2 separate regions of the Sus scrofa genome follow, and region 2 is linked to region 1. A link is a contact called in public HiChIP or PLAC-seq data. All regions are on one chromosome and are shown on one strand. Each heading gives the region's core, a stretch centred on a gene start, on an enhancer-like site or on the middle of the called end of the contact. The rest is flanking DNA. Distances are from core to core; before and after follow the strand shown. Region 1 overlaps ARID1B (AT-rich interactive domain-containing protein 1B). Region 2 overlaps ARID1B (AT-rich interactive domain-containing protein 1B).

Evidence for each region. HiChIP or PLAC-seq counts read pairs in DNA pulled down with a chosen protein or histone mark.
Region 2: a contact with region 1 is called in an H3K27ac HiChIP or PLAC-seq map of alveolar macrophages. The contact joins two enhancer-like sites. A contact is called at or near these places in 2 of 2 datasets of contacts at active chromatin or transcription factors (alveolar macrophages and skeletal muscle).

What each region holds. Positions count from the first base shown.
Region 1 is chr1:9,909,590-9,916,828 of Sscrofa11.1, reverse strand. The region is part of intron 5 of ARID1B (AT-rich interactive domain-containing protein 1B); the gene reads left to right. Among named protein-coding and RNA genes, the nearest start is that of TMEM242, 250 kb to the right of the region's middle. Within about 2 kb of position 3,893, at least 5 of the 83 cell types and tissues checked have an H3K27ac peak or open chromatin away from gene starts, as enhancers often do. A contact at or near this core is called in alveolar macrophages, where this site is marked.
Region 2 is chr1:10,208,921-10,216,159 of Sscrofa11.1, reverse strand. All of the region lies in intron 1 of ARID1B (AT-rich interactive domain-containing protein 1B), which reads left to right. Among named protein-coding and RNA genes, the nearest start is that of ARID1B, 15 kb to the left of the region's middle. Within about 2 kb of position 4,054, at least 15 of the 83 cell types and tissues checked have an H3K27ac peak or open chromatin away from gene starts, as enhancers often do. A contact at or near this core is called in alveolar macrophages, where this site is marked.

The DNA of each region.
Region 1 (7,239 bases), core at 2,644-5,143:
TGGGACCAAAGATAGAAAATTTGGTATTCTCACTAGATTTGTCTCAAGCCATTCTTTTTCTGGCATAGACAAAGTATTTGTTATGAGACGAACAGTTAAAGTCACCATTTTCCTGGCTCTCGTAGAAATGAAATAAAGCTTCATCAGACCTGGAAGTAAAACTCCCTCCTTTTAAGTGTGAAGTGCTTGGCTGTTTGAGGTGTCTCACCTCCTCCCTCGCCCCTCCCCAGGTTGACTGCAGGCCAGAGGAGAGGCAGAGAGGGCCAGGGAAGCTTTTAAGAGCTAAGAGACTGCAGGGAAGGAAGGAAGGAAGGGGGGAGAGAGGAGTCCTTCACCCGTCTGTCCCAAGCCCCTTGTGGCCCACCCCTGCCTCCCTCCTCCGGGAGCCCTCCCCTCCCCTTTCTGCACAGGCCCCTCCCGGGGGAGCAGCTCCTCTTTCCTTGTGCCGACTCTTACCTGCCAAATAACCTAAGTTGCTGTCCTTTGAAAAGGATCACAGGTTTTAAGAGCCTGCAGAAATGGCTTTGCCAGAGATAGCCCTTCCACTCTCATAAAGCACCCGTCACTTTATGGTTAAGCCTGATTCTCTGAAGCTTCATCATGTCAGCTCCTGGATGGTGAGCGATGCATCCAGCGTACCAACTAACCATAATGAATTTGTGCCCCTCAGGAAACTCTTAGACACTCAAAGAATGAATTCCAAAAAGGGTGACATATTAGATTAAATATGGAAACTAACTCTTTGGGCGGCATTGTGGTATATTTAGAGTCCTTCTGTGTAAGCACTTGCCCGGTTTACCCTCTGCTTCAGATGTGGAGCTAAGTAGATTTCTGTTGGAGCTGTTATAGCTGCAGATACAAACAAGATGATATTCTGGTCAAAAAAAAACTAATTTTCTTGCTTAATTTGACATTCAGACAAGCAGATTCTGGAAGGATGCTATAATGGGAAAGAGAAAAATGAATTGCAGTTAGGAGTTAGTCATAGGCTGGAGTGAGCAGGAAGGATTTTAGTGAGAGGAAATGATAGTTCCTGGTCTAATTTGTCAAGATTAGTACCTATGAAATGAACACTGGTGGGGGTGCAGATCAGTCTCTCTCTCTCTTTTATACTCCATCCCCTGGGATGTTTACAACTCTCAGGGCTCATCAAGCCTAACCCAACCCAAAGAAGGAAATTTCCCACTTTTTAATGTATCCTTGCTTAATACAACTCAGGGTAAAATTATGTTCATTTCTGTTTGTAAGTGGTTCTAAACCAGTTTCCTTCCATGGTGAAATGGTAGCATCTCTAGAATGGTGTTGCATGCAGTGACAAACTTTTTATTTGAAAGTCTGCACAGTCACTCTACCTGATAATCTTATTTGGAAACAACTATCAAGTGTTGCTTTTTGGCTTCTCTCAAAGCAGAAATCCTGCAACAGCTTGTTGCAAAGAAGATGCATGCTGCTTATTGGCAAGCTGAGCAGGGGGAAAAAAAAATTCTTCAACACAAAATGCCATTGATATATCTGTGTTTTTCATCTGTGGCAGCCCAGAAAACATGGATTCAGCAGTTCTCCAAACCAAAGAGAACTTCAGCCAGTCCTTTTCATTTTTTTCCCTTACAAAGTAAAATATTTGTATGTTATACAAAACAGTAATTTCAGACTCGTTCCAAATGATGCCTAGCAACACTTAAGATAAAGCAACAATATATTTTGTCTTGTAGAGAGATGCCGTTACAGCACTGTGGCTTGTTACTGGTTATTAGAGCTTCCCCCTTTAAGATGCTGATTTAAAATTCAGGCCAGGATCTGGCTGTACCTTGGTCATGAATGTTCTCCTTTGGTTTCTAAAGGGCAGGTTCCCTATTGCTGACCAGAGGCCAGATCTTGCACTCAAAGCAGCTGCTCTGAGGTTCTTAGTTCCTCTGCCCTCTAGAGGTCCCTCCTGACCCAGGTCAGATATTCTGATAATTGGGAACTGAATAGTTCTCCTTCTTTTCCCAAAGCAGAAATCGTTCCGGTTCCTCCACCCCAACACATTTCAAAGCCAGCCTTTTCTCCTCTCACGCTCAGAAGTGGGAGCATTCGGGTTTATTAGGACTGAAAATACACAGTTCCACTTGGTTTTGTGCCCCCTCTTAGTTAAAATTAAGTCGTACAATTCAGGCTAAACTCTCCTCTCATTTCTCATTCCCTTTCTTTTTTTTTTTTTTTTTTTTTTTTTTTTTTTGTCTTTTTTTGTCTTTTTTTTTGCTATTTCTTTGGGCCGCTCCCGCGGCATATGGAGGTTCCCAGGCTAGGGGTTGAATCGGAGCTGTAGCCGTAGGCCTACGCCAGAGCCACAGCAACGCGGGATCCGAGCCGCGTCTGCAACCTACGCCACAGCTCACGGCAACGCCGGATCGTTAACCCACTGAGCAAGGGCAGGGACCGAACCCGCAACCTCATGGTTCCTAGTCGGATTCGTTAACCACTGCGCCACGACGGGAACTCCTCATTCCCTTTCTTTGATCTTCTGCGTAGGAAAATATAGGAAAGCCCATGTCACCAGCTGTCTGTCCCTGTTCCCTCTGTAAGATCACCTGTGACTAGTGTGCTGACATAGGGGACCCAGCAGTCCACTCCCACTTCTCCAGGGCTTTCGGGTGTGTGTTTGGGTTTGTTTGGGTTTTTTTGTTTTGTTGTTGTTGTTGTTGTTTTACATTATTCACTGAAGAAGCACTTGGATGCTTTGTTTACTGTTTGTTTTCATTTCTTGGGCTGAGTAGACTGTCACCGCTCTCAACTTGTGCTTTACTGAGTGGTGTTGCTTCTTGAGCACCACTGGTAGTGACCTGCTCTATTTTCTTGTCTTGCCTGGAAATGAGGAATGGGGGGCAGGAGAGGGCAGCACAAACGCTTTTAGGAACTAATTTTAGCCTAGAAGTAAAAGTTTCACAAATCATTTTGGAAAGCGGTGATAATGAATAGTTCTTACAGTGGGGATATTCCTGAGGTTGGCTCCACAAACTTCTAATGAGTGTTACTGTATTTTCTAAAGGGAAGAAATAGTAGTTGTGAAAGGAACCAAACCATGTTATAGGGAGTGTCATGTTTATTTCCCTATCTTCCGATAACCCTGGAGCCAGGATTATTATGATGTGTTGATTGATTATAGCCTTTAAGACTCTTACTAATCAGTTTCATCACTTATTCTCAATTCACACTCCTGCACCTTTGATTTCTCTTCCTTAACAGGGTGATACGGGTTGTCATTGACTAATGAAGAACAGAATTGGTTTCGGCAAGAGACAAACGGAATGCCGACACCAATCCTAAAATGCATTAATCTTTAATAATCCACATCTGCATGTTTATAAATGATATAACCAAGGACTGTTAATGTTGATATTCTCCCTTCCAAACAGAAAGTGACATCGGAGTTTGTACTTGCAAACTACATTAAATGCATATAGCTGGATGCCAAGAATGTGACCTTGCTGAGGATGCCACGTGGATGAGGTCACTGAATCTTTTTTTAAGTAGCATGTTGTACTGTTGCTGTTGGTTAAATCAGGTGATATCCTGAGAAGGCCAGGTAGCCCAATTACCCATTTTCTTCTTTCATTCATTCATTCGGCAAAGTGCTGAATGCATTCACTGCTGTGGGCACGTTTCTGGGAACTGGGGAAAATACACGACACACAAATGACAAAGGGACCTGTCCTCATGAAACTTAAATTCTAATAAGAGAGACAGGAAATTAGCAAATAGGTATATAACTTCGGGATGGGGGGGTGGAACCAAGTTCCTTCTTTAGATGGCAGTTACTAGACAAATTCATAAAATTGCGGTGGGACCAGCAGCTCAGTGAATCATTGTCAGAAGGAAGCCACGTGACTAGCTGGGAGCGAGCTTATCCAAGTGCAGAGGCCCTGAGTCTGTAACGTGTTTGCTGTGCGGGGCTGGGGCCAGAGCGTAGTGGAACAGAAAGGGTAGGCAGTTAGATTAGAGGGTAACCCAAAGCCTTTAGGTTTTGACTCTCTTTAGGTTATGACTCTCTTTAGGGCTCTTTAGGTTCTGACTGGATTTAGGAATTTAAGTGTGATGGTAGGAGCGCAGAGAATGGCACGATCCAGGGCGGGCTCTAAAAGGATCCTGTGGCTGCCCAGTGGGCTGTCGACGGGGCGGGGTGGAAGCAGCCAGGCTCCTGCAGCAGCCTCAGGAGGCGCGGTCACGGCCGGGTGTGTGGGTAGCAGTGGTGGGGCCAGAAGGTTTTCGGCCCAAGCGATTGCTTGGTAAATGGCGGTTCTGTACAGTGAAAGACAAAGGAAGGAACACGTTTTCGAAGGGGAATCTAAAGTTTGGTTCTGAAGACGTTACATTTGAGAGGCGTGATAAGCGACCAGAGGGAGATTTTGACTAGGCAGCTGGTCACACCCAGACTCTGGATCCAGAGTGGAGATCTAGGCTGGAGAGAAGTTGGTGAGTCATTAGGGCCCTAGATGAGTCACCTCGGGCACCTAGCCTGCATCACAACCAGCTGAAGGATGTGTGGGCGCACAGACTGGACCCCACAGCCGGTTTCTGATGCAGTGGGTTCGGGGGGAAGCGGGAGGATTTGCACTTCCACCCAGTTCCCAGCTGATGCTCACGTTACTGTCCTTGGAACGAGGGAAGGTCAGTGATTCTCCACTCTGGCTACACCACACATCCTGGGAGAGGCTGGTGCCAGGCCAGTCCCCAGACATGCTGACTTAATTGGTCTGACTGGAATCCTCGACAGGACATTTCTATGAAGCTCTCCACGTGCTTGGTACATGTGGCCAAGGTCAAGAAATACTGAGAGGAGACTTCTGAGGACGGACCCAGGGCGCTCAGAGATGTAGAGACCAGGAAGAGGAAGGGGAATAGCCAGTAGGGAAACCCCTGAGGGTGTGGTGTTTCAGGAGCAATGCAAAGAAAGTGTTTCTAGAACCTGGAAGATAGCAGCTGTAGCCATTACATCCTAACACTTCTTCACAGTATTCTGAGGGCATATTTTATTTTATTTTGATTTTTAATTTTTTGTCTTTTGTCTTTTTTTAGGGCCGCTCCCTCAGCATATGGAGGTTCCCCAATCAGAGCTGTAGCCACCGACCTACACCACAGCCACAGCAACGCCAGATCCAAGCTGCATCTGCGACCTACACCACAGCTCACGGCAATGCCGGATCCTTAACCCACTGAGTGAAGGCCAGGGATCGAACCCACAACCTCATGGATCCTAGTCAGATTCGTTATCACTGTGCCACATTGGGCACATTTTAAAAGGAAGCTAATATTCCCAGTTATGGTCATGTATGTTTTGGTCATAGAAAAGCCTAGGGGGAAAAGTAGCTCTCTCTCTTTTTTTTTTTTAGGGTAGCACAGCTTACTGCCTTTTTTATTTTTATTTTTTAACCTTTCTGTGAAGAGGTTCTGATTCAACTGAAATTGTAACATCCCAGGGAAAAAATTGTTGTGCTAAAATAACTGATATTCTCAGGCCTAATTCAGTTAGTAATAAAATCCCTTGTTTTCACAATTGTTCCTTAAGTCTGTTTCACACAAAATCCAAGAATTGTATAATTTGGGGGGTGGGGGGGGTGCCCTCAGCATGTGGAAGTTCCTGGGTCAGGTATTGAACTCATGCTACAGCAGCGACCCAAGCCACTGCAGTGACAGTACTAGATCTTTAACCTGCTGCACCACAAAGGAAGTCTAAGAATGTAATTTAAATTCTACTTGGAAAAAAAAAGCAAAGATATGTATTTTTAAAGAGTGGAACCCTAGTGTATAGTTTTTTTTAATGTTATATCATTGCTTTTTATTCAAAGTGGACAGACAGAACTAGTTTATATTCCCTGTTTCAATACTGTTAACTGTGAATGTGTCATATCTTTGGACCTAGAGCTGAATTCCTTTTGCAAGGAATATCCATCCTGACCTTTTCCAGCTGGCAAACTCCTACCTATATCCTACAAGACCCAATTCCAGTGTCTTTCTCTTTGCAAAGTCATAACAATCCCTCCACGTCAGAGAGAGTCCTGCATTCCCTCCCAGGTCCTCCAGCTAGCCTGGTACCCTCTTGAGGGCAGTTAGCATTGTACCAAGAACAGAGCCTGGCAAGAAAGAGGCACTCAGTAAATGTTGGCCAAATTAAAGACACAGTTCTCATGGAATAAAAAGGAATTCAAAAAAAGAAAATTCTAAAATTGATTACCTATAGAGAGTTCCCACTGTGGTTCAGAGAGTTATGAACCTGGCTAGTATCCATGAGGATGCAGGTTCAATCCTTGGCCTCACTCAGTGGGTTAAGTATCCGGTGTTACTGTGAGCTGCAGCATAAGTCACAGATGGGGTTTGGATCCTGCATTACTGTGGCTGTGGTGTAGGCCGGCAGCTGCAGCTCTGATTCAACCCCTAGCCTGGGAACTTCTGTGAGCCATGGGTGCAGCTCTAAAAAGAAAAATTAAAAATAAATAAAATTGATTACTAATATAACCTTTCCTCCTATAGGCTGGGAGCCATCTTTCTGCCTCTTTGTCTCAGTTTATAGGTTCATTCTGTTTCCCTCCCTCCTGAAAGAGATTCCACTATGATTCTACTTTTCCTCAAAAACAGAACCTGAAATAGGGGTCTCAGGATTTTGCAGTTTACATCAGACCTCTGCATAGATAGATCCTGCCTGATTCTAATCCATCACACATAGAAACTGTGTGACATGAATAATGTAGTAAAATTCTGAGATTGTCTGATACCCAATTTTTTCATTATCTCATCGTTTTTGATATCTATTATTATTATTTTTTTCTTTGTCTTTTTGCCATTTCTAGGGCTGCTCCCGCGGCATACGGAGGTTCCCAGGCTAGGGGTCAAATCGGAGCTGTAGCCGCCAGCCTACACCACAGCCACAGCAACGCCAGATCCGAGCTGTGTCTGCAACCTACACCACGGCTCACGGCAATGCTGGATCCGTAACCCACTAAGCAAGGCTAGGGCTTGAATCCGCAACCTCATGGTTCCTAGTCAGATTCGTTAACCACTGAGCCACGACAGGAACTCCTAATATCTGTTATTAATAACTAACCATATCCTATACAAAAATGGCCAATTAAAAACATTTTGTCATCACCCAGATGTATTCCCATTTCGCCAAGTAGCCGTTGTCAGCATTGGCTAGACAGACATGGAGTGTGAAGTATTAGCTAGTGATCGGAATTTGGGCTTCAGCAGCACATGAATAATAGG
Region 2 (7,239 bases), core at 2,805-5,304, 300 kb before region 1:
TAAGTATTTAGACGATAATGTATCCAGACCCCAGATTTCCTGATGGGTGTCACTCTATGTTTCACTATGTCAAGTGGAAGGTCATTGTATGTGGAGGTTGTTCTTGGGTGCTGTGACATTGATGAGAAAGTGATCTTAATTTGGATTGTATTTGGGGTTATCCTATGGCGATTTTTTGGCTGAAGAAATGACTGTATAGTATCACTACTATGAACGATTTAACATTCAGTTCCTTTCCCTTCACTGTGGTGAACAGTGTCAGGGCCCTGGGCCTCTGGATCAGTGTCAGCGAAGCGAGAGCTGGAACCACAGGCCGGTGTTTGTGGAGCGCCTGCTGGGTGCCCGGCACTGTGTTGGGCGGCGGGTGGATCCCGGGCCCTTGGCCCTTGACTGCCTGCCGGTGCGGTGACTAAGGGCGGATAGATCCGACACCCACTGCAGTGTAAACAGTCCGGGCTGGAGGAGGGAGCCTCAGATAGGCCGGGCCTGGGTCCGGGCAGGTGTAGAAGGCTCTGTGCACGTCGGGCCAGTAAGCCAAGCCCCGGCGGCGGACCGTCGGACGGTCGGTCGGAGTGAAGAGGCCTGGGGGTGAAACAGGGGCGCGGGCCCGAGCCGGAGGTGTGCAGGTTACGGAACCGGGAAGGCCCGACGCTTCCTACCTCTGCGGCCCTGGCCAAGTGGCTCTGCCTCTGGGAGCCCCGAAGACACAGCTGAGTGGCGCAACTGTCCTGAGAGGGGGACGGGAATGAGGGGCCGGATGACTTCGGTGTGACTCTGTGCTCCTTACCTCGTAATTCACCTGTTAGACTTTCCTCTCAGAAGAAGTAGGTTGATATCTGCAGCTAATCCAGACAGTTTCAGTTTTCTGTTGCCTGATACGTCCTTACCTTGCCAAGTCTTTAGGCGTATTTATGGAGCAATTGATCACCTTTCTAAAATGTCTCCTGTGGTTTTTCAATTTTTTTTCACAGTCAAATTTTTTTTACTACCAAGGAAAAAATAAATTTGGAAAATTCATAATTAGAACATAAAAATTCACCATCATCAGCAAACATTTAGTGACCTTGGTGTAGGGGGTAGGGACAAGGTACTAGATAAGAAGTAATCCAGAGAATATCGGAAAAATCGGAAAATCTTTTTTTTTTTTTTTTGGCTGCAGCTGGGGCATGTGAAAGTTCCCAGGCCAAGGTCTGAACCCATGCCACAGCAGTGAACACCACATTCTTAACCGGTAGGTCGCCAGGGAACTCTGGAAAATTGTTCAACAGTGTGGTGGTTTCATTGTTTAGCATAGATCAATATCCTTAGATTGCTAAGTGAATATTGGTGATTAAAATAAAGATAGTTTGTGGGATATTTTTATTTTACTTATCATTCCATTTAATTCAAAATATGGATAGAATAACTCTGGCCTCATAAGCAATCTAAATTTGCATTGAAAGAAATTGGTGGTAGGCAGACAATTTCCAGATTGGTAAAATAGATCTTTTGCTTCTAATTAATTTTGTCCATAATATTAAACAAGTAGTTTATTATTGTTAACTGTTGAAAAGTTTTAAAAATTGTAGTAATGTTTGTTATGATGTTGCTGGGTTTGAAGCCCTTCCCGTCCCCCCACTTTGGGTGCCAGCTCCCTTTCCTTTCATCTGTCTGGGGAGCGTCAGCTCGGGCTGTGCCAGGCTGCCAGCAGGCAGAGGCATGCTTTGTGAATGTCTTGGTTTCTCCCCCTGGTCCCTCACCTGGTATCCATTGTGTGTGGCACGACTTTGTCCTTTATCCTCTATTGAGATGTTTGTCAGAGGTAGGAGCACTTTAAAGCAGTTGTGTTTTATTTTAATCAACAATTCATTAGTAAAAATAGCATGTGAAAAGCAGTTTTGTGATTGTCTTTTACTGGGCACTAAGTTCCAGTAATTTTCCATATTGTTATATTGTTAGTGAAGAAAGAGAGGAATGGAGGGAGAAGATGAATTTTATTTAAGACAGTTATACTCTGAGAACTTGAAGGAAATGTGCTTTTTTTTTTTTTTGTTTTGTTTTAGTGTAAATAACCTTTTCCCAGTATTTCATGGCTCTTTGAAAAACTAACGCAAAGAAAGTTGTAATCAACCAACTGGTCATCAGTATGTTGAAATTTAATTCTCAGTGCACCTAGAAATTTCATATAAATGCGTTTTATGGAGAGGAAGGTGTACTAGCCTGGCTAAACTGGTAAAGCTAAAATCTGGATTTGATTTGCATCTGTGGTATGTTTTAGGGACTCTCAAACTTTCACACACAAAATAAACTAGGTAGTGTGTATGGCATCACATGATCAAAATATTTTTCCCCTTGCTGCTGCCAGAAGCTATCTATTGCTTTTCAACAATCTTACTTGTTGGGCCTCATGCCAAGATGTTTAAGACAACCCCTTACGTGAGCTGCTCCATTCTTAACCTCTTTGACTGAAGTGCCGTGACCTTCACATATGTAGATTAGCCATGTGCTCTGTGAATTGAAACTTGCTGCCTCAGGAAGAAAGGGTTTTTTCTTTTTATTCCTCTGGGAATTTGACAGCCATTCATCCCTGACCTGGGCAGAGGTAATGCAAGGAAATTGGATTCAAGTGGAACGTGGACAGATAACACAGGGAGGCCGGCAGGCTCACCTCCTGGTCCAGGAGGAAACTGTCCGTGGTGTGGATGATGCGCAGGGTACGTACGGGTCTGAGAAGCGACACGGACACAGAGAGAGGGACAGAGAGAGGGACAGAGAGGGACAGAGAAAGAAGTGTAGGAGTTTGGGAACAGTGTCCTTCTGAGAAAGGAAATTGTCCTTACGGGCATGTCTAATCAGTTTGGACTCCGCTCTTCTAACCTACATTTTTGAAATCTTCTTTGAATTTTTGTTTCTTCCTTACTACTACTTGAGAATTAAAAGAATTTTAATGTTGTGGGCAAGCATGGGCTTAAATACACTTAATTTAGATGAGTCTTTCGAAAGAAGACATCAGTAAGTCGGAGAGATGAATGTATCGCCTGTGTCTGGAGGAGTCAGCATGTTTCTTTGTCTTTGTGCTACAGAATTTTGTTTTGTTTTCAACACGTCAGCGGCATGTGAAAGTTCCTGGACCAGGGATCAAACCCGGGCCATAGCAGTGACTCAGGCTGCTGCAGTGACAACTCTGGATCCTTAACCTGCCATGCCACGAGAGAACTCCTGCACCCCAGAATTGCGAAGTGAATCGATGCTCGTAGACTTAGCTTTGCTCATGTGAGAGCCCTGACTCAGTGTTGTAATGATTAATAGCAAATTTTTGGGTGTTTATTCCTAGATTTGAAGAAGGTTTACCTTCTCTCTGTTAGTAAATGTGCTTGAAACTAAAGTAAAATTCACCATGAATAATAGTCTTGACCCTTGATTAGGTTGCTGTGATAAAGTACTGAAAAGGAAGGTTCTTATGAGAATCCTGTGTCTGAAGTGGTATTCTACCTCGTTCCTTAGGAGGCGGAGGGGATGATGAGAGCAGGCTGAAATTTATGAGCGCTTTTGTGTGGCTTGCAGAGCCCAGCCTTTCCTGTGTGCGTTAGGGCTTGTGAAATATTATGGGTCAGAGCATCCGTTATGGGCTCCGTGGGAGGCGTTGTTGGTACCCAGCTCTTTCTGTGGGATGCAGAAGAGGATGTCTGGGTGGGGACTAGGCTTAGTGGATACAGTAGACTAAGAGGGAAGGGAAATTATCCCCTGACCTGAGAAAGGCTTGTGTCTTTTCCATATGAGGACGAGCAAAAAAATTGGGAAAAGTTTCGGGTCATCTCATGCAGAACGTGGGGCCTGGCGCGGATTTCTGTTAACGTGGCAGACTTTTGAGGAGTGGTGGCCCATAGATGGCAGGATGGATGTCTGAGCAGCATCTCTGTGTGCTGCTGGGAGGATGGAGCAGCAGGTGTGCCCGCAGAATTAGATTAACTCGAGGTGGGAGTGAGGAGGGGTGGCCTGCACCGGAGGCGGTGGCGTCGTGAGCCTGTTGTTGGAGGAGGGGCTGGGTGGCCACGTAATCAAGGGCAGAGCGGCCCAGTGCGAGTGGCCCTCCTGGAAGAGCGGCCAGCTGGGTGCGGATGAGGCAGGAAGCGCGGCAAGGTGGTAGTGAGTCAGCAGCCAAACCTCGAGTGCGTTTTCCCTTTTTGTTTTAAAGGGCGGCCTGTGTAAGACTGCCGTGTGGAGACACATGAAGTCAGTCTCGTTCCAGTCTGGCACGATTGACAAAACGCTTACACACTGCTTTCTGGTTTTGGCCTCGCACATAGGAAGTGTAAGTTCAGAGAAAGATTTTTAGAAGAGTCCTATATAATAGTGATCTAGTAAGGGCAGTACCAGCGATCCTAGCTCCTGTTCTGAACTCCTGCGCTGTGTGCCAGGCATGTGGCCTGGAGTCACTGCAGCATCCCAACAGTCCTGCAAGGCAGTCTCCCTCTTTCCTAGATGGGTAAGCCGGGAGCATTAAGAAATCTTTTCAACCCCCAGTTTACCTGATGCTAAAGCCCGGTTCTCTCCACTAAAGGAGTGCTTCCAGATCTGGCTGCCTGTCAGATTCACCCAGGGGGCCAGACAAGGTCCCCAAACCCTGCTCCAGGATTCAGGTGCTCTCAGGACCTGGAATGACCTGTACACCCAGCTCTCTGCCACCTACAGAGGTCATTGATGAGCTAGAGGTAAAGTTTAGATAAACAGACCTTTTGTCATCACTAAGATGTACAGAATTACATTCTTACGCTTGAGGAGCTTTTAGTGTATTTTGGCCCCTTGGTCACACCAGACAGAGGAGGGGAGAGAGCATGTGCTCCCAGCCCATGCAGGTGGCTCTTGGGTTTTTCTGATAGTGTCACTGAACATGAATCTACGTCTGGCCGTCGAGGGAAGCTCTGCTCCATGATCTGGGTCGTTGCTTTAAGCTGCGTTGTCAAGGGAGGCTGTGATGTTTGCAGAGGAACCCAGGTTCTCTTCCGTCTGCAGTTATTTGTACGTGGCTGTGACCGAAGTTTCTGGGATGGGCAGGTGATGGACCGGCATGGAGAACAGTGTCTACTAATACATGCCTAATAAATATTTTTGGACGAGAGAAGGGTTGAATGGACGGGCCTACGTCTCAGATCACTTGGTGTTAGGGGTCCAGAAATTGGTAAGTTTAAGAATGAAGGAAAGAGGACAAGTGACCATCAGGGAGCAGAAGATTGGAGAGTAGGGGGAACACAGGCAGCTGGAGGAGAAAATTTTAGAGTGAAAAATCAATAAAATGGAACCGAATGTCGTTATGTGCCCAGAGTGAACTCCTATGGTGGTGAAAGTTGTAAGACAAACCCCCAAATTGGCATATCTTAAGTCCATCAGGGTGTTAATAATACAGCTAAAAGAACAAATGTAAGCAGAAAAATCCTCTCTTTGGTGAGGTCATTTCATGACACATAGTCATGATTATGTCTGCCTTTGCTCTTGCCTCATGGCTGTTCTGGAGGCCGTGGTTTGGGAAGGTGTTAAAAGCACCCCGTCACTAGACCTAGGCGTGTATCTCATTTTGATTTGTACCTACTTAGCCGAGGAACAGCGTCTAGGCTGGCCAGGCCACAGGATGCTGGATGGGTCCGGAGACCCTCTTGGTCCTTGTCTTCCTCATTGTGTCTGATGATCCTTACCATTCAGTACTGGGGAATTTCTCTTTTACGTCCCCAACTGATTCTGTCTTTTAAAATAAAACCAAATCTCATAGCTTTGAAAAAAAAAAAATCAATTTGGCTCATAACCTTGTTTGAAGCAAGTGATGTGAAGTTAAATCCCACTTAACCACTGCTGCAGAGGTTTTTGAGCAGTAGGCAGGATGGCAGCACTGGCTCTGTTCATGTCTATTTCCTGGGTTTTCCGCTTGCATTTCCCTCACCTCCTGCTTGCTCCTAAATTTGAGGCTGCAAGAATTTCCAGACGAGGTATTGCCATAGTGCTGTTTTTAGCTTGGGATTAAATGAAGGCTTTCCTGTCTCTGTTTCCTCTTTTGATTTTGTTTTATTTATAATAATGTATCACTACTGGAGTGCCCATGGGTTTATAGTTTTTGTAGTTAATGCTGACTGTACCTAACCCATCTCAAGCAAATGAATTAACATCCTGTAGGAACCACAGAGAGAAAAAAACAGAACAAAACTGGAAACCTGTTTTTTAGGTTTGTTGCTGAGTGTCACAGGCACATCCTTTTCTCTAAGATCGGACCTTTGGTTTTGTTCGGCCTTCAGGCTTCTGAAGGGCTGGGCATCTTCATTGTCTTTGCAGCCACGTGTTAATCTTGTTCGTTGTGATATGAGGTATCTTTTGCCTGGAAAGCTAACAGCTGTCTACCCGTGTCAGTGCTTTCAGAGAATTTCTGTAGGAATGTATCATTCATCTAGTGCTATGATTTTCGACAGTATAATCTTAACATTCCGAAATAGCTGAGAAAGCCCTAAGAAAATCACTGTCAAAATGCTCATGAACTTAACTCTGTCAAAGAAGAATAAAGCCATCGCCTCCTTTTCCAGGCACAGATGATAGTAATTTGGTTCGCCGTGGTAACCTTCCCCTTGGCTGTATGAAGAGTACAGAGTGGAGAGGTTAGTCGAGCAGCTGTGGGCGGCAGGTTAGAAGCGAGGCACCTGTAGAAGCAGGCAGGTGAGATGCAGCAAGTTCTGCCAGGCCTCAGGGAGGAGGCAGGCTGCACTGGCTGGTCCCTTGTGACCTTCTAAGGGCATCGGGGAGAAGCCGGCCAGGCGGACATGCCTTGGTGTCTTGGAGCACCTTGGGCCCCGTCTGCAGGAGAAACAGGGTTGTAGAGCTCTGGGGACACCCTCCACGCCCCAAGAGATCCTGCGGAGGAAGAGTGGGGAGCCAGGCTTGGACCTGAGTTGATTGCCAGCTACTGCACCACTTTATGTGTACTTGACTCATTCAACAAACAGCTCTCCATGCCTATCGAGACACTGATATCTGTTTAGCACCTGTTGTGTGACAGAGTGTTGGAACTAGGCTTACAGCAGTGAATGAGACCCAGACCCTGCTTCTGGGTTTATCTTCCAGTACAACTTGAGTCCCCAGAGATGGCAGATCCCTGCATCTACCAGGGAGGAACAGCAGCACGGGGGAACTTGAAAGAATCGAAGATTTCATAATAATGAGGCTGTATAAGAATATGTACTGCGGGAATTCATGCTGTGGTGCAGTGGGTTAAGGCTCTGACTG